5 separate regions of the Mus musculus genome follow, and regions 2, 3, 4 and 5 are each linked to region 1. Evidence: chromatin contacts called from public HiChIP or PLAC-seq and Micro-C data. All regions are on one chromosome and are shown on one strand. The core of a region is the stretch at or near the end of the contact, and the rest is flanking DNA. Distances in the headings are between cores, read along the strand shown. Region 1 holds the start of Lgals4 (lectin, galactose binding, soluble 4). Region 2 holds the start of Ggn (gametogenetin). Region 3 overlaps Samd4b (sterile alpha motif domain containing 4B). Region 4 holds the start of Kcnk6 (potassium inwardly-rectifying channel, subfamily K, member 6). Region 5 holds the start of Spint2 (serine protease inhibitor, Kunitz type 2).

What was found. Hi-C and Micro-C count contacts between places; a contact is called where the count stands out from the background. HiChIP or PLAC-seq counts read pairs in DNA pulled down with a chosen protein or histone mark.
Region 2: a FOXA1 HiChIP or PLAC-seq map of pancreatic cancer cells shows a contact between it and region 1. The contact joins the promoter of Ggn here to the promoter of Lgals4 in region 1. A contact is called at or near these places in 1 of 484 Hi-C or Micro-C datasets (cerebral cortex), 2 of 115 datasets of contacts at active chromatin or transcription factors (astrocytes and pancreatic cancer cells) and 2 of 9 other capture datasets (adipose tissue and pancreatic islet).
Region 3: a contact with region 1 is called in a Micro-C map of embryonic stem cells, with 1.5 times the contacts expected there. The contact joins the enhancer-like site here to the promoter of Lgals4 in region 1. A contact is called at or near these places in 9 of 39 promoter capture datasets (the 3T3-L1 cell line, embryonic stem cells, hematopoietic stem and progenitor cells and 4 more), 1 of 484 Hi-C or Micro-C datasets (embryonic stem cells) and 1 of 9 other capture datasets (adipose tissue).
Region 4: an HNF4G HiChIP or PLAC-seq map of pancreatic cancer cells shows a contact between it and region 1. The contact joins the promoter of Kcnk6 here to the promoter of Lgals4 in region 1. A contact is called at or near these places in 1 of 39 promoter capture datasets (neural stem cells), 1 of 484 Hi-C or Micro-C datasets (regulatory T cells) and 2 of 115 datasets of contacts at active chromatin or transcription factors (bone marrow-derived macrophages and pancreatic cancer cells).
Region 5: a contact with region 1 is called in a FOXA1 HiChIP or PLAC-seq map of pancreatic cancer cells. The contact joins the promoter of Spint2 here to the promoter of Lgals4 in region 1. A contact is called at or near these places in 1 of 39 promoter capture datasets (hematopoietic stem and progenitor cells) and 1 of 115 datasets of contacts at active chromatin or transcription factors (pancreatic cancer cells).

The regions. Positions count from the first base shown.
Region 1 is chr7:28,832,122-28,836,568 of GRCm38.p6, reverse strand. Lgals4 (lectin, galactose binding, soluble 4) reads right to left here and starts at 2,775. Exons shown (of 10, transcript NM_010706.2): 1 at 2,343-2,775; 2 at 2,033-2,121; 3 at 538-742. The coding sequence starts at 2,387. It overlaps Ech1 (enoyl coenzyme A hydratase 1, peroxisomal), which reads right to left. Exons shown (of 10, transcript NM_016772.1): 10 at 4,330-4,447.
Region 2 is chr7:29,167,044-29,171,895 of GRCm38.p6, reverse strand. It overlaps Ggn (gametogenetin), which reads right to left and starts at 1,686. Exons shown (of 3, transcript NM_001358852.1): 1 at 1,455-1,686; 2 at 1-718. The coding sequence starts at 699. Spred3 (sprouty-related EVH1 domain containing 3) reads left to right here and starts at 3,249. Exons shown (of 6, transcript NM_182927.3): 1 at 3,249-3,376; 2 at 3,923-4,103. The coding sequence starts at 3,927.
Region 3 is chr7:28,417,038-28,421,230 of GRCm38.p6, reverse strand. The region is part of intron 2 of Samd4b (sterile alpha motif domain containing 4B); the gene reads left to right. Among named protein-coding and RNA genes, the nearest start is that of Samd4b, 17 kb to the left of the region's middle. Within about 2 kb of position 2,715, at least 98 of the 459 cell types and tissues checked have an H3K27ac peak or open chromatin away from gene starts, as enhancers often do. A contact at or near this core is called in adipose tissue and embryonic stem cells, where this site is marked.
Region 4 is chr7:29,230,863-29,235,144 of GRCm38.p6, reverse strand. Kcnk6 (potassium inwardly-rectifying channel, subfamily K, member 6) reads left to right here and starts at 2,623. Exons shown (of 3, transcript NM_001033525.3): 1 at 2,623-2,983. The coding sequence starts at 2,662.
Region 5 is chr7:29,278,846-29,283,536 of GRCm38.p6, reverse strand. Spint2 (serine protease inhibitor, Kunitz type 2) reads left to right here and starts at 1,560. Exons shown (of 7, transcript NM_011464.2): 1 at 1,560-2,025. The coding sequence starts at 1,920.

The DNA.
Region 1 (4,447 bases), core at 1,526-4,025:
AGTCTGACAACTGGAATTAGATCCTAGCATCCCCCCATAAAAAGTCAGGAGAGCCAGGCGAGCCTTTAATCCCAGCACTAATGAGGCAGAGAGGCAGGTAGAGCTCTGTGAGTTCGAGGCCAGTCTGTTCTATATAGTGAGTTCCAGGAGAGCTGGGCCTATATAGAGCATATATAAAGAATATAAAGAGAATATATAAAGAATATTAAAAAAATTAAAAGAGAGCTAGGGCTGTGGCTTTGTTATAGAGAGGGCACTTTGCATCTGCCCAGTATGCCCAAGGCTTCTGTCCACCAGGGTGGATGTCAGGGAGGGCAAGAGAGAAAGAGGGTTATAGGACAGTGGGGAGGCTGCAGGGAGGGAGGGCTGCAGACAGGGAGGGCTTCAAGCAGAGAAGGAGGGCTACAGGCAGGGAGGGGGCTGCAGGGAGGGAGGGGGCTTCTGGGGAGGGAGGGTTGCAGACAGGGAGGGCTTCAAGCAGGGAAGGAGGGCTACAGGCAGGGAGGGGGCTGCAGGGAGGGAAGGAGAGGCCCCCACCTTGTAGTGCTCAGGCATGACCATGAACACCAGCTCGAAGTGCTTGCCCTTCTGGAAAGGCATGCTCTTCTTCTTCTCTTCCTTGCCCCATTGTCCACTTTGCATCGTGTTGAAGACCACCTTGTCCCAGCCATCAAAGCGGGGATTGAAGTGGAAAGCAACATCCGCCCCATCATCCTGCCCCACAGCGAAGTTCACGTGGAACCTGGTGGGATGTAAGGCATGGTTCACAGTGCTGCCCGCCTGTGCATGGGGCCTGGTGGGATGTGAGTTATGGTTCACAGTGCTGCCCGCCTGTGCATGGGGCCTTCAGTAAGGAGTCCTGACTTCATCCTGACTGGGCACTCTTGACCCAGCTCACAGGGAGGTAGGGAGCCTGCGTTCCCTAAGAGTCTTGTGGCAACACCTCCTCTCTACCTCTCTTTCTCATCTCCCCTGAGCCTCTTCAATGATCAGGGCAAATCGGACTCCTTTCTTTCTTATATTGTTTTCTTTGGGAGGTTGAGGGGGTGATGTAGCCCAGGCTAGCCTCTAACTTGTGCCCTTCCTGCCTTAGCTTGCAAAGGGTTGGGATTACTGCTGTGCATCACCTGAGAGGGCAAGGGTTTTTGTCCCCACCCTCTCTGCTCCTAGTACTAGGCATGGTGTGGCTAGCCAGGGCTACATGGTGAGACCACTGCCTCAGAAACAAAACAAAACCCACAAAAAAAAAAAAAAAAACAATGTGAAAGGTGATTGAGGTGACACCAGAAGTTGACCTCTGGTCTCCACATGCACACAGATGCACCTGCACATACACCTACACACATGGGCACACACACTTGTGCACACATATGTGTGCCCACACACAAACACAAAGGTGGATGATGCCTGAGAAAGACATTTGAGGTTATCTTCTGTCTCACACAAACATGCATGTACACACACATGTACATATACTCTGCACACACATATATACCAAGCTGAACCATGGAAAAAGCCAAGCCTTAGTGGAATTGCTCTTTTGCACACTGAAACCTGACAATCATCCCATTTTACAGATTGGAAGCTGAAGTACAGAGATGTTCAGTAGCAATCTGAATCACACAGTGGCTGAGTACCCTCCACACACAGGGGACAAGGGAGGTGACCTCAGGGCATGGCTCTGACCTTGTGATCTGAATTAACTCTCAAGTCTGTCACTTCAGGGTATTGTCCCAGTCATAGAGCCACCTCTTGTAGTGACCCCTTCCTGACTTCTCTTGGCCAATCTTGATATGACCCGCACAGCCCTTAGTCTACTAGCCCTCCACTGCTTCCTTCCTTTGCTCACTTCCTAGGTTGGGGTCTCCCTGTTCATTTCTGTCCCCATAGGCCATTTGTACTCCACAAGCCACCAGAGGAACCCTGTGAACAATGGACTCTCAGCATATTTCAAACCACCTGGCATCAGAGTTAGGGAAGGCGAAGGCCCCTCCCTGGGGTGAGCGGGGAAGTGCGCTGGGGACTGTCTCACCGTCTCATGTTCTCTTTGGCCATTCCTTGGATGTAAACGGACATCCCGACACTGAGGCCACCTGGGATGGGTCTCTTGTAGGGCAGAGTCTGTAGAAGGGACCAGGTGAAGAGCCTCAGAGGTTGCCTGCCAGCCACAACCCTTTCCTCTCACCCCAAAGACTCTCAGTCCCTTAAGCGGGGGAGATGAGACTTAGGGTAAGGAGCTAAGGATATGGGTCAATAGGAGAATACTTGCCCAGCATAGCAAAGGGAGAAAACGAGAAAATGGGGCTGGGGAAGAGAGGTGTGGGCTCAGGTGGGCATCTCACCGGATTGTAGGTGGGCTGGTAGCCCGGTGCTGGAACATAGGCCATCTTGAGAGTCTGGGCTGATAGCTTGCCTGGAGAGAAGAGATGTGTGGGAAGTGGTGGCTGGCTGCAGGTGGCCCTTATACTAGAGGGAGTGGCTGGCAGGGGAGAGAGTACAGGAGGTCTCTCTGGTGGAGACTTCTAGGGCACACCCTTGTCTCCCATCCTAGCAGGGATGCTGACCCTCTTAGGGCCCAGACAAGGAGGAAGTATTTCTGGACTTTGCCCTTGCAAGGCTTTATCAGAACCATAAAACCCTGCCCAGAGGACTGTTGGCAGAGGGAGGGTGGATCAGGTGGGCAGGGCAGGGGCTAGGCCACAGGAATGTCTGAACAGGTGGGCAACAGAAGCAGAGTAAAGGGCGGGTACCTCCTGACCCCACACGCTATGTAACAGGGGCCCAGTGCACACGCAGCTGGGGCCACAGGTTCTGGGTTCCAGTTCTGCCATTGGTGGCTGGCTGCAGGTGGCCCTCATACTAGAGTGACCCCAGCACTCGGGAGGCAGAGGCAGAATTACTTGCATGCTCAGGGGCAGCCTTGTCTGCAGAGCAAGACTCTGCCTTAAAAAAAAAAAAATTGCTGGGCACCATGGCAATGACTTTAAACCCTAGCATTTAGAAGATGGAGGAAGGCAGAGTTTGAGGCTCCCCTGCAGTGTCAAACTGGGGAGGGGCAGCTAAGTGGCTTAACAGTTAAATAGTCAATTCTGGAACAGCCAAGGCTATGTAAAAGACCCTGTCTCAGAAAAAGAAAGAAAGAGAGAGAGAGAGAGAGAGAGAGAGAGAGAGAGAGAGAGAGAGAGAAAGGAAGAAAGAGGAGAGGAAAGGAAGGAAGGAAGGAAGGAAGGAAGGAAGGAGAGGTAACAGAGAAAAAAAGGGAAAAAAGAAAAGAAAAAGAAGCTGTGTGGTGGTGGCTCACGCCTTTAATCTCAGCACTCGGGAGGCAGAGGCAGGCAGATTTCTGAGTTGGAGGCCAGCCTGGTCTACAAAGTGAGTTCCAGGACAGCCAGGGTTATACAGAGAAATCCTGTCTCGAAAAACCAAAAAAAAAAAAAAAAAAAAAAAAAAAAAAAGAAGAGAGCGGGCTGGGCCAGAGCTCAGAGGTGGAGCCCTGGGTCTGGCCTGTGTGGGGTCCTGGGCTCCAGCCCCACCGATGCAGGGAAGGAGAGAGCAAATGCTCACCACAGTAGTTAAGTGCCCAACACCGGATCGGCACTCAGCACACAGAAAACACTAAGTAAATGTTTGACCTCTTACACTCATTCCAAACATAAATCCAGATCATTCATGGATAAGAAAACAAACACACAGGGGGGGGGGGGGGGAGGAAACAACTGGCCAGATGTGGTGATGCACCTCGGTAAATAGGAATCTGGTGTCATTCTCAGCTACACAGTGAGTTCCAGGCCAGACTTGTCTACATGAAACTGTATCTAAAAATAAAATTAAATTAAAAGAGGAGTTGGGGAGGGGTGGCTGGGTGGCTTAACAGGTAAAGAAGACACTTGCCACCAAGTTCAACCCAAGGACCCATGTGATGGGAAGAGAATTAACTTCCTCCCAAATGCACACACACTAAGAAGCAACAAAAGTCAGCATGTCTGTAAAGGGCTGCGGAGACGGCAGAGGGGTAAGAGAAGAGCACTTGCTGCTCTTGCAAGGAAAAAAAAAAGAAAGAAGGAAGAAATGAACTGATTGGCTCAAGATGGGTAGCAATGAAGTCAGCTCAACTCCATGGCCCTACTGTGCGTCCTGAGGAGTGACACAGCTCACACAAGGACGGGCACAGGGAACAGGTGTCCCTTTCAGCCTTCCTGTTTCTGTTCTTTAAACACTTCCTCTTAGCCCGGTCAGATTTGCCCGCCTCCCTGCCTGCCCAGCTGCCCTCCCTGGAACTAGTGCCTCTGAGCCCCCACCCACTGCAGTAAAGACACCCCGCTGTGTTCAAACTTTATTGTTCACAGTGAAGATAAGGCCCCAGGAAATGAAGAACTAAGTCATAAAGTTATACACTGGGACACCCCATGGGAGGAGGCCTGGCTCCGTGGAGTCCTCCTCTCTCAGG
Region 2 (4,852 bases), core at 437-2,936, 340 kb before region 1:
AGCAGACCGAGCCATTTCGCCCTCTCCAGCTTGGGGAGGTACCCCTCCGTGGGCTCCCCCGGCCGCCTGACCCTCGCTGCTGTGTCTGACCTGACTTTCTGTGGGGCTTGTGGCCGACGAGGCCAGAGTGATTCTGCGGCTCAGGGGCTGCGGATCGCAAGTTGATGGTGCTGGCGGTAGTTGTTTCCGAGGTTCCAGGGGCGTCGGAGGTGGGGCTGGGGCCCTCAGGACCGGGTCTTTTTCGGTCAGTTGCCGGGGCAGCGGTGGCAGCGGGCGGAGGCTTGGAGGGTCACCCTGACCACGATGGCTCGCCTCCAGAAGACCGCGGATCCGAGGCACTGAAGTGCCCGTGGGTTTTCGCCACTTAGATGGCGCAGGCAGCAGGGTCCCCACGGGGGGCGGGGGTGGTGTGGAGACCGCAGCCGCCTCCTCTGGAGGGGGTGTCACTGGCGAGGGCAGTTCTAAGGTCAGGGGCAGGGGCGAGGATGAGGCCTGGGGCTCCGGGGGTATCAGGAGTCCCGGGGGCCCGGAACTGCCAGGGAACCAGACGCCCAGCCCTCGAGCCAGGCGCATGGCAGGGGATGAGGGGGTCACCTCGGGCTCCACTAGAGGCGTCCTGCGGGAGTCGGAGGCGCGGTCTGAGGCCTGCTCTTTTCGGGAACCCCCGCCCGCGGACGGCTCCGACTGCACGTTCCCCATTTTTGAAGAAGGTCGGGGACTGTGGTTAAAAAAACTTTCACCAGTCAGTCGGCGGGTTCTGCGGGGACTCCACGGCTCAGGCTGTTCTTGGACTGCCCCTGTCTGCATTGGTCTGCCCTGTCCTCCAATATTATCTCAGCCCCCGGCTCTTAAGTCTTCAGTTCTCCGATTCGCCATGGTCACGCCCCCTTCCCCATGGTCTCAAGGCTGCAGTTCTTACTCTTCGAACCTAACTTCTTAGTGTACAAAGGCGCCAACCCTGATCCCTTGGATCACATCCCTAACACTTTTGCCACTCCCGGGATCTCCAGGCTCCAGGAGTCAGTCTCGCCAGCCTCTCTGTTGAAAGTTTCAAACCACATGGGTAATGATGGTTATGCCCAATAGCCAACAATGAATTCACGCTTCTCTTTCAACACTAGTCTAACCAGGCCCCGCCCCATTCTCTAGTCGCTCCTGATTGTCAAGAATCCGGCCATATCCTCGCCCCTCACCGCCCCGGATCAGGTCCGTCTCTGCCTAACAAATACCTGGGACTGTGATCTAATTAGTTCCCTAGTCCTTCAGTCCTAACCCTCCGATCACCCACCGTCTCTCTGTGTCGATCATTTGGATCCCTCCCTCTTCCTAGCCAGCAACAAATCCTCAAGCCTCTTAAACTTTTCCCGCTTGGCGTTTGTGACAGATCTTAACTTAGGCTCCACCCCTTTCCTAAAGCTCCGCCCAGCTCCGCCTCTTAAGTGGACCCAACTCACCGACTCCTCCAGCCGACCAAAGATCAGATCACTGCCCCGTGGGCCCAAGGCAGGGCGGGGAACGGCCGTAGCAGAAAATAACCGAAAAGAACGGGTGTGCGGGTGAAGGCAAGTGGGCGAGACAGCGAGGACGACCCCCGAGATCTAGGCCCCGCCCCGAGCTCGAGGCCCTGCCCCCTGCAAGCCAGCTTGAGTGCAGCCCTTCAAACCTGGATCACCCTTAGAAAAATACAGAAAACTCTTCATAGTGGGTAGGCAGGCCCCTTCTCATTAAGCCCCACCCCTTTATAATGCCACACCCCTCTCTCTTAAGCCCCTCCCCGGACCCCCACCCATGGCAAACACTTGCTACATAGCTCCTCCTTTTGAGCCTCTTATTTGACCTGTCACTAAGGAAATTTATGTCCAAGCTCCGCCTTGCTAAGTCCAGGCAGCATCTCTTTCTAAGACCCTGTCTTTCCTGGGATGGCTCAGAAGGTCCACCCGCCCGCCCCTTCCGTGACGCACCCTCTCAGTTCCTTCAGCGTCCAAACCTCCTTCCTTACTCAGGCTCCCAGGCCCCTCCCCTTTTCGAACCCTGCCAGGCATCCCGCCCCTCCCATTCAGAGCCCTGACCGTGGACCACCTTCTCTCTAGAACCTTGGGACCAGGGTCTATTTCTGTTCCCTTCTCATATCATCAGGGACCAACCGTTCAGATAAGTGGAAAAGTGGGGATTCCCTTCTGGGTCCCGAGAAAATGGGGGCTATAGATGTTCGTTGTAGCCCTAGCCGGGCTCTAGGACCCAGCGGGCATGTACGCCTGCCTTGCTTCTACCCCTCCCCCAAGCCGCCCCCTCCCCCACACACATCTTCCAGGTTCCCCCTCCCTCCCCCCTCGCCCCGGCTCCCGGTGCCCGTCTCCAGCGCCGCCGGAGCCAGTGAGGGAGCGGGAGAGAAGAGGAGGAGGAGGAGGAGGAGGAGGAGGAGGCCGCGTCGCCGCCGCTCGGAGCCCGGCCGGAGCCTCCCAGGCAGGTGCCCAGAGTGGCGAGGGGGCGGGGGGCTGACGAGACTGCCTGCCAGGGTGAGGGGGCAGCCTGGATCGCATCTGTAATCCTCTGCCCACCCTTGCACCCTGCGGACACAAGCTGGGAGAACAAGAGGGGTGGGGGCACCAAACTACGCGGTAGCCATTTGGGGTGCCAATCTCCATTTGGGGGTCCTGGACTTCTTCCGAGGATGCCCCATTCACAAAATTCTGTCGTGGACCCTCGCCATTGAGGAACTCTGATGACTACTCTCCCCGGGAAAATAGATGTGTGGGAGCATAGGACACCCCAAGATCTCAGTGCCCTATCTCAGCTAGGCCTTTGGGGGGGACCCCAGCCCTCTTTCCCCGCTTCACCTGTTGTTGGGGGAGGCGGGCGGACAAAGGAAGCAGTGTCACGTGACTGCTCATTCACAAAATCCCATCCCATTGAGAAAAGGGGGCTGGGGGCGCTGTGGCCGCCCCTTCCCCTCCTGAACGGCTGGGGAAACCCGACATCCTGCAGGTGGGGGAGGGGGCTAGAACTCGTTGCCTGGGCTCATAAGGTTGGGACTTCATGCTCCATGAGCCTGGGACAGTGGGGCTGAATGGTAATCCTGATTGCTGGGCGGAGGGCTACATCCCCTAAACTGGGGGCGGGGTAAAATGTTTCTGAAGGATGGCGGGGGGCGGGGGGGTGAGGGGCTGGATCATTATCTCCCCTCCCATCTCTCTTGGCTTCCCTCAACTGAGACCAACCGGAGCAGCCTTGATTTTTGTGAATGAAATGCTCCTTGTATCTTTTCGGTCTCCGGTTGCTGGTTTTCTCTGCCTCCATCTCCTTCTCGGCCTCTCTTTCTGGCCATTTCTGGTTCTCTCTCTGCTCCCTGCCCATCTCCTGGTTGCTGGGTGACTCAGTGAGCTTTGCATCCGGTCTCATTCATAAATCCGGGAAGGGGGGGGGGGGAGAGAAGCCAGGTTTCTCACCCAGTTAGTGGCCTGGGTGACTAGGGTGCGGAGGCAGTGTTGGGGGCACTGAAGCTGAGTTGATGAGTCCAGAGAAAATATATATGCGCAGGAATCCAGCTGTGAGAGGGGACAATGGGTGGGGCTATGGGTTTGTGATGAGAGGGAAGGAGACTGGGGTTGAGGGGGATGAGCTGTAGGGGGAGGGGAAGTGGCAAACCCAGGCTAAGGGGGTGGAGATAAGGGAAGGTGCTGAAGAGGTGGGGATGGCGAGAAAAGGTAGATACGAAAAAGGATGGTGGGCAAGATGTCACTAAGAAGAAAGAAGCCATGATAGAAGAAAGTGGGCAAGGGGTGGGTGTACTGGTGGCTTGAGGGTGAGGTAAATCCAGAGGTAAGGGATAAAAGACGAGGGCAGGGTTAGGGAGAACGCTCAAACCGGGAACAAGATTTGAGTTCACGGCCTGTGTTGTTTCTGTCCTCCCCACCTCCTCCAGGTACATGGTGCGGGTCCGAGCCGTGGTGATGGCCCGAGATGACTCCAGTGGGGGCTGGCTGCCTGTGGGGGGCGGGGGCCTCAGCCAGGTGAGCGTATGTCGGGTCCGAGGGGCCAGGCCCGAGGGGGGGGCCCGCCAGGGGCACTACGTCATCCACGGGGAGCGGCTTCGGGACCAGAAAGTGAGCCACCCTGGGGTGTGGGAGTGGGATGAGCCCTGGGGAAGGAGGGCTGGGGCTGGGGAGGGGGTGGCAAGGAAAGGTTACGCTGTCCCTCTGCCACTGGGACTCAAAGTGGGCCGTGGGTTGGAGTTTGGAATAAATAATCTGGTTTGTGAATTAAGAGCTGGGATTTGGGGGTGGGGTGAAGGATTAGGAAGCTCCTGTCCTCTGCTTCTCTGGCTGTTCAATCAGCTATTTCGGTAATGGCCTTCCTGCCCCATTCGGTTGTGTTCCTCGTCTAACCCTGGTCCATTCCACAACGACCCAGCTCACACCCAACTCCTATCATGTCCCCTTTCTGTTCAGAATCCTCCTCTGGCTCCATCTTATTCACAGATGCTCACCAGGAGATCGCAACCAAGTGGCCCTTGTCTGCCCTAAGTATCTGGAGGCGTTTGCAGGGTCTGCTTAGAAGTGGTTGAATGTAGTTGACAGTCCTATGTCACGTGCTCCTAATCTCCACACTAGGGATGTTGTAGCAGGAGGATAGGATTGTAAGGGTCGGGGCCAGCCTGGGCTAGGTAGTGAGAACTTATCTAAAACAAAAAACTTGGGGAAGGGATACATCTCAGAGCAGGGCATCAGGAACAGTGTAGAGGAAGTGTTGATGTCAGACAAGAACATGAAGGGAACACAAGGGGTGGTCAGCATCCAGTAGACTGTATAGAAGGTAACTATCTCTGGGTAAGTTTTCCAGGAATTATTGAGGC
Region 3 (4,193 bases), core at 1,466-3,965, 420 kb after region 1:
GTGACCCAAAGGTTGAAAACTGCTGGGCTAGAGAGTAGGGAATCAACTTTTACTTGGGAGTAATTGACCACTAGCTCTGTCTACCACCTGGTTGGTCCATTTGGTTTTGCTCCTCCAAGCTGTAGTAGAGATGCTTTAAGCAGCTCTAGGATGAATCTCTAAATAGCTCTGGAGCTCCTAGTGTGAAGGTATGTTATTCTAAAGTTTTTGTTCTTACCACATTGTCTGTGAACGTTATGCTATACAAAACAGTGGAGGCCCTTTCCAAACAGTTACATCAGCATATTGGGGAGGGCTCAGCTAGTACTGGAGGACTACTGTTTAGGAATTGCATGATAGTGAATATATGAGCCAAGATCTTACATCTCTGTCATGTTTTGAGAAGTTTTCTATGAAGCTGATGGGTAGAGAGGCAAGGAAAACAGATGAGAGAAGAGAGGGAGACCTTGGCATAACCCATATTGAGCACGAAGGATGTCTGTCGGGGTTACAGCAAAGCATCACTTTCAGGAAAGTACTCATGGATAAAGTCTGTGGGGCCCTTAAATACTTCCTAATGGATGTGACTTTAAGTCTAAAGAGGTGGTATCTCCTGTCACTTCCACCTTTAGGTAGACTTGCCCAGTAATCCGCTTGTTCCTGCCTCTTGGAACTGGTACATGGCCCTTGGGAAAAGCTGTCTCTCCTGATATTTTATTTCTTTCTGCTCATTATGGTTCTTCATTCCTTTGTGTTTCCCACTCATGTATTATCATAATCTCAGGGTCAGAACAACTTAAAATACAGATTCCGAATCTTCACACCCCCACCCCCACCCCAGACCCAATAATAAGTGAGAATCCTGAAGGGATGGGCCCAGAGAGGGGTCCAGATTCTTATAAAGACCAAGCACTGTGACTCATGTCCTTCAGGTCCATCTCCTGTCTTAGAGTGGTAGGCACATTGATCAAAGCAACTTGGGGAAGGAAGAGCTTATTCATCTAAAGCTTACAGTCCATTCTGAAGGGACATCAAAGCAGGAACTCCATACAGGCACCTGGAGGTAGGAACTGAAGCACATATCACAGAGGAACACTGCTTACTGGTTCTTCATAGCTTGCTCTACCTGCTTTCTTAATACCACTCAGGATCACCTGCCCATAGTGGTCTGGGCCCACCCACAGATAATTAATCAAGAAAAATGTCTCACAGGGTTGCCTATAGGCCAATCTTCTGGAAGCCTCAATTGAAGTTCCTCTTCTTAGGAAAATTCTAAATTGTGGTAGGTTGACAAAAATAACCAACCAGGACAGAGAGGCCTAGAGTTCCCAGTTGTCATCAGCCCTACTTATCCTAGTTCTCTGCTGTTTGGAGCTCCAACAGCAGTCTTGGGCTGCTGAATGTGTCTTGAATCATAAGGGTGTTCCCATGGGCTGGTAGCTGGAGATTGGGTCTGGGCAGCTAAGATCTCTTCTTCCTCATCCTCTTCCTGGTCTGCAGTTCTTGCATTTCTTCTTACATCTAGTCCTCTGAGTCAGTCTCCATATCTAGCAGATTTAAGCCTCTCCCTCTCTGGCTCCCTGAATTTGGGTGGGAAAACAGGGGTCAGAAGGGGCCATGGTGAGTGAGTCACCAGAACTCATCCTCTGATACCCCCACCCTTCCCTTTCAGGCTCTACTGACATAGTTCATCAAACAAAAATGTGAACGCGTGTCTGTGTGAGCTGGGTGAGGCAGAGAAGAGTATGTCTGAAGCCAAGCCCCAGCCCCTCTGATTAGTGCCAGAGAGGCCAACATGATTGTTACAACACTAAACATATAAAAATGGGCTTCCTCTATGTCTCAAAGATACATTTGGCTCCCTATGATTTGCCAGGACCAAGGGTCATGACCTACTTTGCTTGGGTTACCTGTCCAGTTCCATCCCATGGCCATCATGCTAAGGAGGGCACTCACACAATCTACTTTACCTTCTCTGTGTCCTCAGAGTCCAAATTTGCATCTCTGACAGGAGCAACTGCTGGCATTCTTGCATTGCTTGGTTCCCCAAACCCAGTCCACCCACTTCCAGCATTTTATCACTACAAAATATGCCTCTAACTTAAGAGCAGACATGTGTCTGGTTTTGGTAAATAGTTGCAAAAATGTCCCCAACCCTGTGGGAACTCTTAAGGGGAGTCCCAGTTGTGCTGTGCTAAGTGAGCCACGGGTTAATAGCCTCAAGAAAGATTTCCACCCAGGGACAGTGGAGGTTTGTGTTCATGTGCTGAGCACTTGCTCATGCCAGGTGCTTTGCACCCTTGTTGTCTACAACCCTGTAACTTTACAGCCATTGTTGCATAAAGAAATGACCAAGATTCAGTGAATTTAAAGAACTGGTCCATGGTTACAGTATACTGAGTCGTGGAGACAGAGGCAGAATTAATTTGTTTGTTTGTTTATTAAACCCAGGCAGGTTTTTCCTTTTGAACTTGCAGAATATACTCTGCTAGAACTTAAGGCAGGATAACTGAATGTTTGGAATCCCAGAGAGGGCACATTACACACGTAGACACCACTACCTACCAACAGACCGTCTGGGTCAATCGTCCAGGTATTCATTGGGCCCCTGCTGTGCCTAACTCTGGGCCAGAGTTTTCTGATCTGGGCAGGAAACTAGAAGTTCCATCCCCACCCGTCATCTGCATCCCCAGCTGGGCTCACCCCAAGAGGCCTGAGGCTATGCACATTCCTTGGACTCATTCCAGTGCTCATTGACGCTTCCCAGTCCTGGGAGGCTCGCCCTTCCTACCACCACCACTCAGACACATGAGCACACATTTCCTCAGGGTCAGCCTTCATCGGTTCAGAATTACTCTCTCCTTTCTGGGCAATAGAACAAGGTCCTCCTTTGAGCCCAACCCTTGAGGCTGTTCTGTCGCGTCCCCTGGCAGTACCAGAGGAGAAGCTGCATCCCATAGCCCTGGGGTCCTGGCAGTACTCTGGGGGTGGGGGAGGTTTAGACAAGGCTTCTCTGTGTCTTAGATGCCTCTGGCTACACTGTAATGCCTAAACAACAGCAATTGAGAAGTCTGGGTAGGGATGCAGGAGCAAGGAGAAAAAGACCCATCACTGAGCCACATCTTGCACATTAACTACATGCAGACCGTTAATCCTTCACAGACACCCTTACCTAAATCTGAGCAGCCCACATCTCAGCAACCCTGTGCTTCTTGTACAGACAGCTGGAATACAAGGCCTTTGACTTTGTCCTTAATATTACTTGCTGTATTTCTCATCAAGAATGAAAGGTTGGAACTAAGTCCAAAAAAGAAAGATATCAAAGTGTTATGTGACTCCATGCCAGTTGGAGGTAGAAGGATAGGCTAGAAAAGGCTTCCTGACTTAAGGAAGAACTTGTCCCACTTCAGAATTTTAATTTTATTTTAAATTTTAAATATTGTGATGGTTGGAGAAAGAACTTTGTGGACACTGAGAGCTGGTTCAGATAAAGATAGATGGGAGAGGCATTTTCCTGGCTTTAAGTGGCAGGTATAATGTAAGAGGAGTCAAGACTGAAAGCATTGGCACTGGAAGATGGAAAGTTACAGTGAAGGCTGGAGGAATGACTCAGTAACCACTGACTGCTTTTCCAGAGGCCCAGGCCCATTCCCAGCACCCACATGTTGGCTCACAATTGTCTAACTCCAGTACCTGGGGATCTGACACCCTCTTCTGGCCTCCACAGGCATTGCATGCACATGAAACACCAACACACATGCAGAAAGACACCTAAAATAAAATGGAGAAAGTTTCTTCCAGGACATGCAACTTAGATTTCATGTTTGTCACTTGCAGTCCTGTCACTTCACCTTCCCAGGTCTTACTTGTGTGTAGAAATAATAAAATGGTTAAGCTAAGGGTGGACAGCACATACATGCACTCAGTGTCAGCCATCATTGTTGTCCTTGTGAGGAGTGCTTGCAGTACTGCTAGTTCTGTTACTCTTGGGCTGGTGCTGTGGTCATAAAGTGAGTGGATGGCTTTGAATGGATGAATTTCCTGTCACTTTAACAGGGGCTCTCCAAGAAAACAGAGAGCAGAGACTTGCAGGCCAGACCCCAGGAGTTCTGAGTTGTGTGATTCACTCCAAGAGCTACAGATTTAAGTAGAATTAGAAACTAATGTGAATTCCAGACTACAGAATTAAGACAAAAGGTACAGAGGAGTAATTT
Region 4 (4,282 bases), core at 1,374-3,873, 400 kb before region 1:
TGTGGTACCACCACCCAGTGTTTGTTTGTTTGAGATAGGGTTTCTCTGTGTAGCTCTGGCTCTCTCTGGTCTACTTACTCTGTAGACCAGGCTGGCCTCAAACTCAGAAATTCACCTGCCTCTGCCTCCCAAGTGCTGGGATTAAAGGCGTGTGCCACCACTGCCTGGCTAGGCTGAGCTTTTAAAAAAATTATTTTCATTTTTTAAGCTGTGTGTGTGTGTGAGAGTATGTAGGGAGTATGTGCACTTGGGTGCAGTTCTTGTAGCGGTCTGTAGAGGGCACTAGATTCCCCCTGGAACTGGAGTGAGCCCTGTAACATGAATGATGTGAACTCAACAATATTCTTTTTTGCTTTTAATCTTTTCAGAGAAGATATTATACATGTTTTTATGTGTGTACGGATCGACAGTTTGCCTGCATGTGGGCCTGGTGCCTTCAGAGGTCAAAAGAGGCGGATCCTCTGGAAAATGAGTTACAGATGGGTGTGAGCGGCCATGTGAGGATGGGAACTGAACCCCGGGTCCTGTGCAAAAGTAGCAAGTGCGCTTAGCTGTTGAGCAGTCTCTCCAGACCTGAGACTTTTGTAATTCTCCTGCCTTTCCCTCCTTTTACTGCTAGGATTATAAGTGAGCACCACCATGGCTGTCTGTTCTGCCTCCTTCTATGTTTGTTTGTGACAGGGTTCTCACATGATCCAGGCTGTTCTTGAACTATGTACCTGAGGGTGGATGGCCTTGTGCCTCCAGTCCTCCTGCCTCTCAGACTCCTCAGTCCTAAGATTACAGACGTGCACTCTTACTCCATTTTGTGTGTGTTTGGTGTGTATACGTGCATCTGTGTGTGGGCATGAGAGTGGGCACTGGCCTAATGGAGGTCTGAGGATACTTACAGGAATCAGTTCTCACCTTCACCATGCTCCAGGGATTGATCTCAGGTCTTTAGGCTTGGTGTGTGTGTGTGTGTGTGTGTGTGTGTGTGTGTGTGTGTAACCACTGATCCATCTGGCCAGTTCCTACATTCTGTTTTCAGCTTTAATTTCCCCTTTGTTTACTGGGAATCGTGTGGGAGGATGAAGGCCTTGATAAAGGGCATATGTACACAGACAGCGCCTGACTAAGTCCAGGGACATTGTAGCTATTGTTGCTGGTTTTTATTATCAGGCATCTCTTCCTACAGACTGCCAGCCCTAAATTGGGCTCTGTCCCAAGAATTACCACAGTTTTATAAATAGAGCTTGTTGCGTGTATCAGAGCTGCGGTCTGGTTGTGGGAGGATTCTGGTCTGCCCTCCACACAGCAGTAAGGAGAGCACTGAGTCCACGTCATAGAGGGACGTGAGGGGACCTACAGGAGAAAAATAAGGGAAACCCTGCTTTCAGTTTTACCTATTAATTTACTATTGAGACAATGTCTCACTTTGTCACCCTGGCTGACCTGGAACTCCCTCTGTAGAGCAAGCTTCCCTCACAGAGCGATCCATCTGCCTCTGTCTCTGCCTCCCAAGTGCTGGGATTAAAGAAGTGAGCCACCCCCTAGGCTACTTACTAGTTTGTTGTTGGTTTTTGTTTTGTTTTGAGACGGGGCTTTGCTGCTCTACCTTTAACTTTTCTAATGTACGTAGGAACATCTCAGCCTCCAGGAAAAGGGAGTCCCTACCCTGGATATAGATATATACATATCTATATACATATCTATATCCAGGTCATCTGCAGAAGCAACTAATACTCTTAGCTATTCTCTCCAGCCACTCCACCACACCTTTTGAGACAGGTATTCACTAGGTAGCCCAGGTTGGCCTGGAGCCGGTGATGGCCCAGTCTATTGCTCAAATGTTAAGGTTATTATGTGCAAGCCACCACAACCACATCCGAAATTTATTTGCTCATTTTTGTGTGTGTTCTGTGTTTCTTGAGACTGTGTCCTACTATGTAGCCCTGGAACTTACTATGTACACAGGCTGGCTTGAACTCAGAAATATAGCTGCCTCTGCCTCCTGAGTGCTGGATAAAAGGGGTGCGCCACCATGAAAGTAAGCAATGTATTGTTTATTTATTGAGACAGAGGTCTTCCAACAATGCCCCCTGACTCCTGGTCAATTATTCCGAAATCGTAGGCCCCTCCCACCCACCCACAACTTATCCCACGTCTTAGTGCCTCAAGCAAACACTGGGTACAGTGCAGAGGCAGGCAGATTTCTAAGTTCCAGGCCATCCTGGTCTACAGAGTGAGACAGGACAGCCAGGGCTACACAGAGAAACCCTGTCTCGAGAAAAAAAAAAAAAAAAAAAAAAAGGTTACAAACAGAAAGCTCCCACTTCGGAGGAGAGTTTCAGATCTGAGTTAAGGAGTCGCGAGGAGGAGAGTTGCAAGGAACTTCAGGCAGGAAAGGACTCCGCAGCCCTTCCCATCCCATTTGACTCCCCGATCCCGGAGCGTCGAACTCCACCCTCCGGTGTCCCTGTACCTACACCAGGTGTTTGGGCGTGCCTCAGTTTCCCAGCGTCAGGGCGTTCCGCCAGCCCCGCTCCTCCCCCTTTTTCCTTTTCCTCTTCCTCTTCGGGGCGTCGGTGGCCGCGCCTGGAGCTCCCGGAACTAAAAGCGGACCTCGGGCGGTGGGCCGGCGGGGGCCACGTCAGCGGGTGTCGGGGCTGTACGGGCACCATGCGGCGGGGCGCGCTCCTGGCTAGCGCCCTGGCCGCCTACGCCGGGTACCTGGCGCTGGGCGCGCTGCTTGTGGCGCGGCTGGAGCGGCCTCACGAAGCCCGGCTGCGGGCAGAACTGGGGACCCTGCGGGAGCAGCTGCTACAGCACAGCCCGTGCGTGGCGGCTCACGCCCTGGATGCCTTCGTGGAGCGGGTGCTGGCGGCCGGACGGCTGGGGCGCGCAGCGCTCGCCAACGCCTCGGGAGCTGCCAACGCTTCGGACCCTGCGTGGGACTTCGCCTCGGCGCTCTTCTTCGCCAGCACGCTTGTCACCACCGTGGGTAAGTGAGTGCTATCCATCACCCAGTCCCAGATAGTGTCCGGACCCCTTAACATACACCTTCATCCCAATCGTCCTGGTGCTCTCAGAACAACCTCCATTCCCAACTGACCCACACTGGCCACAGCTGCCTCATTTGGAGAGCCCTCGTACTACACACCCCAGTTCCCTTGGAATACTTTCTCAGACAGCATCCCCTTTGGTGCCTTTTTGTTTGGTTTTGAGATAGCATGTACCTTTAGGCGCAGGTTGGCTTGGAATTTCATCCTCCTGTCTCAGCCTCCTAAATGCTGGGATTACAGGTGTGGGTCACCAGCCTGGCTCACTCTTGTCTTAATCCTAGGATTATCATAGATGATTGGCAAGGGCCTTGGTAGGGCTTTCCTTGGGTGTCTAACCTCGGGGGCTGTGTTACAATAGGGCTGGCACACCATCTCTTCCAGCCTTGTCTTCTGGCTCCAGATAGGTCCTTTCTGGAACAGCCCACTTTAACTTCCTCCTGAACTCAGTGCCCCAGTGAACTGTGAGTTGAACTCAGGCCTTCATGCATGCTAGTCAGTAATAGCAGGGCAACATTACTGGAGGTCTGTCTTCTAGGAAGAGACCTTAGCCTGACCTGAGACCGGTTCTAGGATCCCTTCCGCTTTGGGCACTCTCCAGCAAGATCCCTGGTCCGGGGACTAACAGACTGACTGAAGGTCCCCCCCTCCCCCCCTCTCCTGGACTTCCTACTCTAACACAGGGCTCCTCCACCCATCTTTACACCTCCCCTGAGTTGTTGGGATTCTCCCAATGTTTTCCACTCTAGACTCAGATTCCTGGATCAGCAGCTCCTACAGCGGGCTGTAAGAATGGCGCGAACCCAGAGCGTCCTCAAGGAAGAACCATTGGCTGATTGGCTGTCCCGCTTGAAATCCTCCAAGTTGAGACTCCTACCCCTAACTACCTCCAGCAAAACCTCTTGCTCTTTTCTTTTTTCTTTTTTTTCTTTTCTTTTTTTTTTCTCTTCTTTCTTTCTTTCTTTTTTTTTTTCTCTTGCCCTTTTCACACCAAGGACTGGTAGTGAGGGTCTCTTTCAGCTCAAGTGAGGAGGGCTGAGGTGTAGCTCGGTGGTAGAACACTTGCCTAGCATGCGTGAGATCCTGAGTTCAACCCTTAGTACTTCAAAAAACAAAACACCTAAACTCATGAATGGGACTCCTATCTCTTCTCTAGACTGTGACCCTACTCAGCGAGAACAAATCCTCACCCCAGGACACAATCCAGACAAAGACTCAATTCTCTCTATCTGCTCTTCCTG
Region 5 (4,691 bases), core at 311-2,810, 450 kb before region 1:
TTAAATTCCCAGCAACCACATGGTGGCTCACAACCATCCATAACGAGATCTGACGCCCTCTTCTGGAGTATCTGAAGACGGCTACTCGTTTTGGATGGTTGTGAGCCACCATGTGGTTGCTGGGAATTGAACTCAGGACCTCTGGAAGAGCAGTCAGTTCCTTTTTTTTTTTTTTTTTTTGATTTATTTATTATTGTATGAAGTATACTGTAGTTGTCTTTAGACACCAGAAGAGGGTGACAGATCTTATTATAGATGGTTGTGAGCCACCATGTGGTTGCTGGGATTTGAACTCAGGACCTTCAGAAGAGCAGTCAGTGCTCTTAACCGCTGAGCCATCTCTCCAGCCCTATTTTATTTTTCTTAAACACATTTATTTGTGTGTGTGTGTGTGTGTGTGTGTGTGTCTGTGTGTGTGTGTGTGTCTGTGTGTGTGTGTCTGTGTTCGTGTGGTCTGGCAGGTGCCATGGCTACAGTGTGGAGGTCAGAGAACTTCAGGAAGCCAGTTCTCTTCTTCCACCGTGTTTGCACCAGGAATCTCCTGGCCGCCTGGGCCCCGGAGAGAAGCAGCGAAGCTAACAAGGCGTGGAGCACCCGGGCACGCCAGGCCTCCAGCCGTTGGGGGGTGGTGGTGGGGGGTGACCTTGCGAGCAGGTGCGAATCTGGTCATCAGGTTTGGTGGCAGTTGTATTTACTTAGCCACTTTGCCAGCCCAAGAGCAGTATTTTCAATGATAACGAGATCATTAATTCTTCTGCTAACGGCCTTCTACTTCCTCTGTCAGCCCTCCTCCATTCATCCAGTTTAAATGGAGCTTCTTTCCAGAAGCCCACCCTGGTTCTGTGGTAGTGGTTTGTAAGTCTCCTTTGGGTGTTGTACCTAGTCCAGTCCCCGTGTCCCTCCCCCTTTCAGGTCTGTTCATCCTTTGCAAGCTTCTGATCGTCACCCTAACACCTCTATATATTTGTATTTGTCTTCCTGTACGGGGTCCAGAGAAACCTGCAGTTTTAAGGACTTGTCACCTCTTTCCAGACAGTGCCCTGCCTAACTGGCAGTCGCACTGAATAGGAAACTGGGCTCTGATCATGCCCTGATTTTCACTGTCCCAACCCCTGCTCACTCAACTGTAGGATTTCACCATCACATTCCTGATCACTCTTCCCTCTGCTTCCGCATCACTACTACGGGCTGATCCTGTTTGACGACACACAGGCCAAGCTGGCCTGGCCACTGCTCAATCCGGGACATTTGTTTATGGCACAGAGAACGAGGAATTTAGGCAGGATATATCTCTCACACCTAAAGGAACGCTAAAGCAGAGCGGGCAGACAGCCACAGGTTTCCGAAAAGTTTCTCTCGCCATAGTCACAGCGCAAGCACGAAGGCGCAAGGACGTCGTGGCCAACAGACCCACGCCTCCCGCAAGGTCCGGCTGGGGCGGGGTCAATGCCAACCACGCCTCCTCCCAGGAGCCGGGGGCGGTGCCAGGTGCAGGCCGCAGAGCCAGGTGCGGGGCCCTCCGCGCTTGCGCCGCATCTGCCCCGCCCCGCCAGGTGCGCCCCACCCCCAGCCTGGGTGCCACCTTCTCTTGTGTCCCTGCGTCCGCCATTCGCCGTAGTACTCCTCGGACGGGTGGAGGCTTTCACAGTCTGGGGAAGAGTCGCAGAGTGTTGCCGCGCGAGTCCAGGGACCGTGTTGGGAGGCAACTAAGGCGTCGCACGCGCCAAAAGCCAGAAAAAAGGGCTTCCGGGGACCCGGGCGCCTCGAAGTCCTACTCCGGGGCGAAGCCGCACCTGAGCCCGCGGACCTGCAGTGCGCGTGCGCGGCCGTGGGCTTTCCCGCACCTGCTCGCGAGACCCCACCCCCACACCCCAACGGCCGGCGGCTCGAGGCCTGGCGCGCGGCGCTGGCAGCAGGTCATGGCGCAGCTTTGTGAGCTGCGGCGGGGCCGGGCGCTCCTCGCCTTGGTAGCTTCGCTGCTCCTCTCCGGGGCCCAGGTGGCCAGCCGAGAACTAGACGTCCACGGTGAGGGCCAGGCGGGGGATCCGGGAGCAGGGGATAGAGGAGGCCGCAGCGAAAGTGGGGGTACTCGGTGCGCAGAGTGATCGCAGGCTCCTTGGGGTTGGGGAGGATGGGCGGTGGAGCCAGACCTGCAGGTGGCGGGCTAGGAAGGGTAGGAGCCTCGCGAGCGCGGGGGCGTAAGGGTTAGCAAAGTGTCCCTTCCAGAAGGAAGGAGGAAGGGAGGGAGATGAGGTGTATTGACCCAGGAAGGCGTGGCACTGGAAGTGGGTGAGGAGCTCAACGAAGCGGAAATTGCTTGGCCAAAGAAAGCCCGGGGTGGGGACGGGGACTTGGGGTGGGGGTGGGGGGCGCATTCAAGCCTCAGAGGTGGAAATTTGTTCGGGAGACCTGTTGGCCGCTTTGGGTACAGGGAAAACGCACTTCGGACACCTGTTGATATCACATATGGCAACAGCCCCATGATCTCCCGAGGAAGAAGAGAAGCAGCGGTTGGTAGAAGGGAGGAGCTTTGCCAAGGTGCCTGCCAATGCAGGAACGTCTGTTCTCCGAGTGTAGTATTGGCACCCAGCAGCTGGGGTTTGCGTCTTTAGGAGTCGTTACAACTTTTAACTGCTTCAGACAACCACTAGCCAGCTTTGAAAAGATCTCTTTTGAAAGAATTCATTGATTGAGCAAACTTAATTGAGTCCCCGCTGAGGGTCTGTAAGAATGGTGGTCGTGGCTGACTCAAGACTAGACAGGTTCCTGAATTCGCAGAGCTTGGATTCCAGTGGGAGCGAACACTTAACGTGCAGAGTACTCGCCAAAGATTAAATGACTAGCGGTGACTAGAAGACAGCGGGATAAGAACAGTGATAGAAGATGGTGAAGGGTACTTAACTCAGGAAGTACTCTAAGGAGGGTGGCACCTATCCTAACAATTGAATGAGTAGGTGGCAGCCATACTAAGACCTTGGGACCAGTGTCCCAGGTAGTGGGAGGGAGTAGTGAGGGTCTAGAGTAAAATTGATTGTGATCAAGGAAAAGACCCCACCCCCACCCCAAGGCTGGAACAGAAGTCAGGAAGGGGAGAAGTGGACACAGCCACGAGGCCCAAGTCCTTAGTGGGCAACCTATTTGGTGAAAGAGAAAGCAGGGAGTGTGGTAGCTTCTGAGGAATGGTCTATTCCTGTGTCTAAGACTAGGGCAACAACAAGAGTTATGGAGAATGCCACAGGCCGGTGGGAGAGGCTCAGCCCTGGTGATCCAGAGTCAGAAGTGCAGAGGTTGACCATTGTAGTATAGCCAGACTCCAGGTTGCCTTGTGTCTATAAGTTACCTGGCCTGTGGCTGTGGATATGGCTTTTCTAAGCTCTTGCGTTGTCTGAGCCTAGAACCGGCCTGATGTGGTGGTGACATCATAGGCCTTTGGAAGGTCACACAAAGTGATTGGCTAGGCCGTGTCCTTCTGAACGGACTAGACTTACCGACCTTTTTGAAGTACGCCGGCCTTCAGGCTGGTGAACTGCTGCCCTCACTTATATCAAGGGCTCTTTGTTTGAAAGCTTCAACAGCTTTGTCAGAGGCACCAGTTTTGATAGGTTTTGGGTTTTTTTTTTTTTTTTTTGGGTTGGATGGGTGTCTGGTTTTTCTCAGCAAACAAAGGCATGTCTCTGGCACATTCTAGCTGTATAGTGCTACCAAAGGAAGTGGAGGAACTTGGACAGGAGTGATTATAAAAGGCCGCTCATAGATTCTTATCTTCACCAGTAGCTGAGGGGCAGTGGGAAGGTGGCAGGTATGGTCAGCAGATTGTTACAGTTGAGGTTCTGGAAGGAAAGACTTAGAAAATTAGATAGAGTGGACCCTGAGCCTAGGTGAGGACACTGGGGTCCTGAAGAAATGTAAATGTTCATGTTAGACTGAGGTGATGTGGAAGACAAGGTCATTGGAGGGTAGACAGAGAACAAGGCTCCTTTGTCTGAATGGAACTCCCCACAAGTAAACCCAGCCTAGATAAAGACTGTGGAGAGGAGCAGATGTGGGTCAGCAGATGGCAGGTGGCAGGCAGTGAACCTTCTACTCTTGATGACATCTTTTTGCCTTGAGGTTTGGGGGAGTTGAAGGGAGAGGGGTCTAGAAGCAGGGATGTAGTGGTGAGTTTATTTAAACCACTTTGGCTCCCTGTGGGTCACTCTTCCAGCTACCTGCCAGAGCCCTCTGAGAGTGAAACACACACACAAATTTTGATGTTTTGACTAGCTAGATGATGGTCCTCTCCCACTCTCTCAGGATTTTTTTCAGTATAGCCCTGGCTGTCCTGGAACTCTGTAGACCAGGCTGGCCTTCAACTCAGAAATCTGCCTGCCTCTTGTCTCCCAAGTTCTGGGATTAAAGGCTTGTGCCACCACTGCTGGCAAAATTTATACACGCATATATATAAAGATTTATTATACACTGTAGCTATGTTCAGGCACACCAGAAGAGGGCATCAGATCTCATCACAGATGGTTGTGAACCACCATGTGGTTTCTGGGATTTGAACTCAAGACCTCTGGAAGAGCAGTCAGTGCTCTTAACTGCTGAGCTATCTCTCTAGCCCGGGTGCATATTTCTAATCCTCCCTGAGACTAACAAACACCCACCTCCGATATTCCTGAATTAATATCTTTAAAATCTATATTTCATCT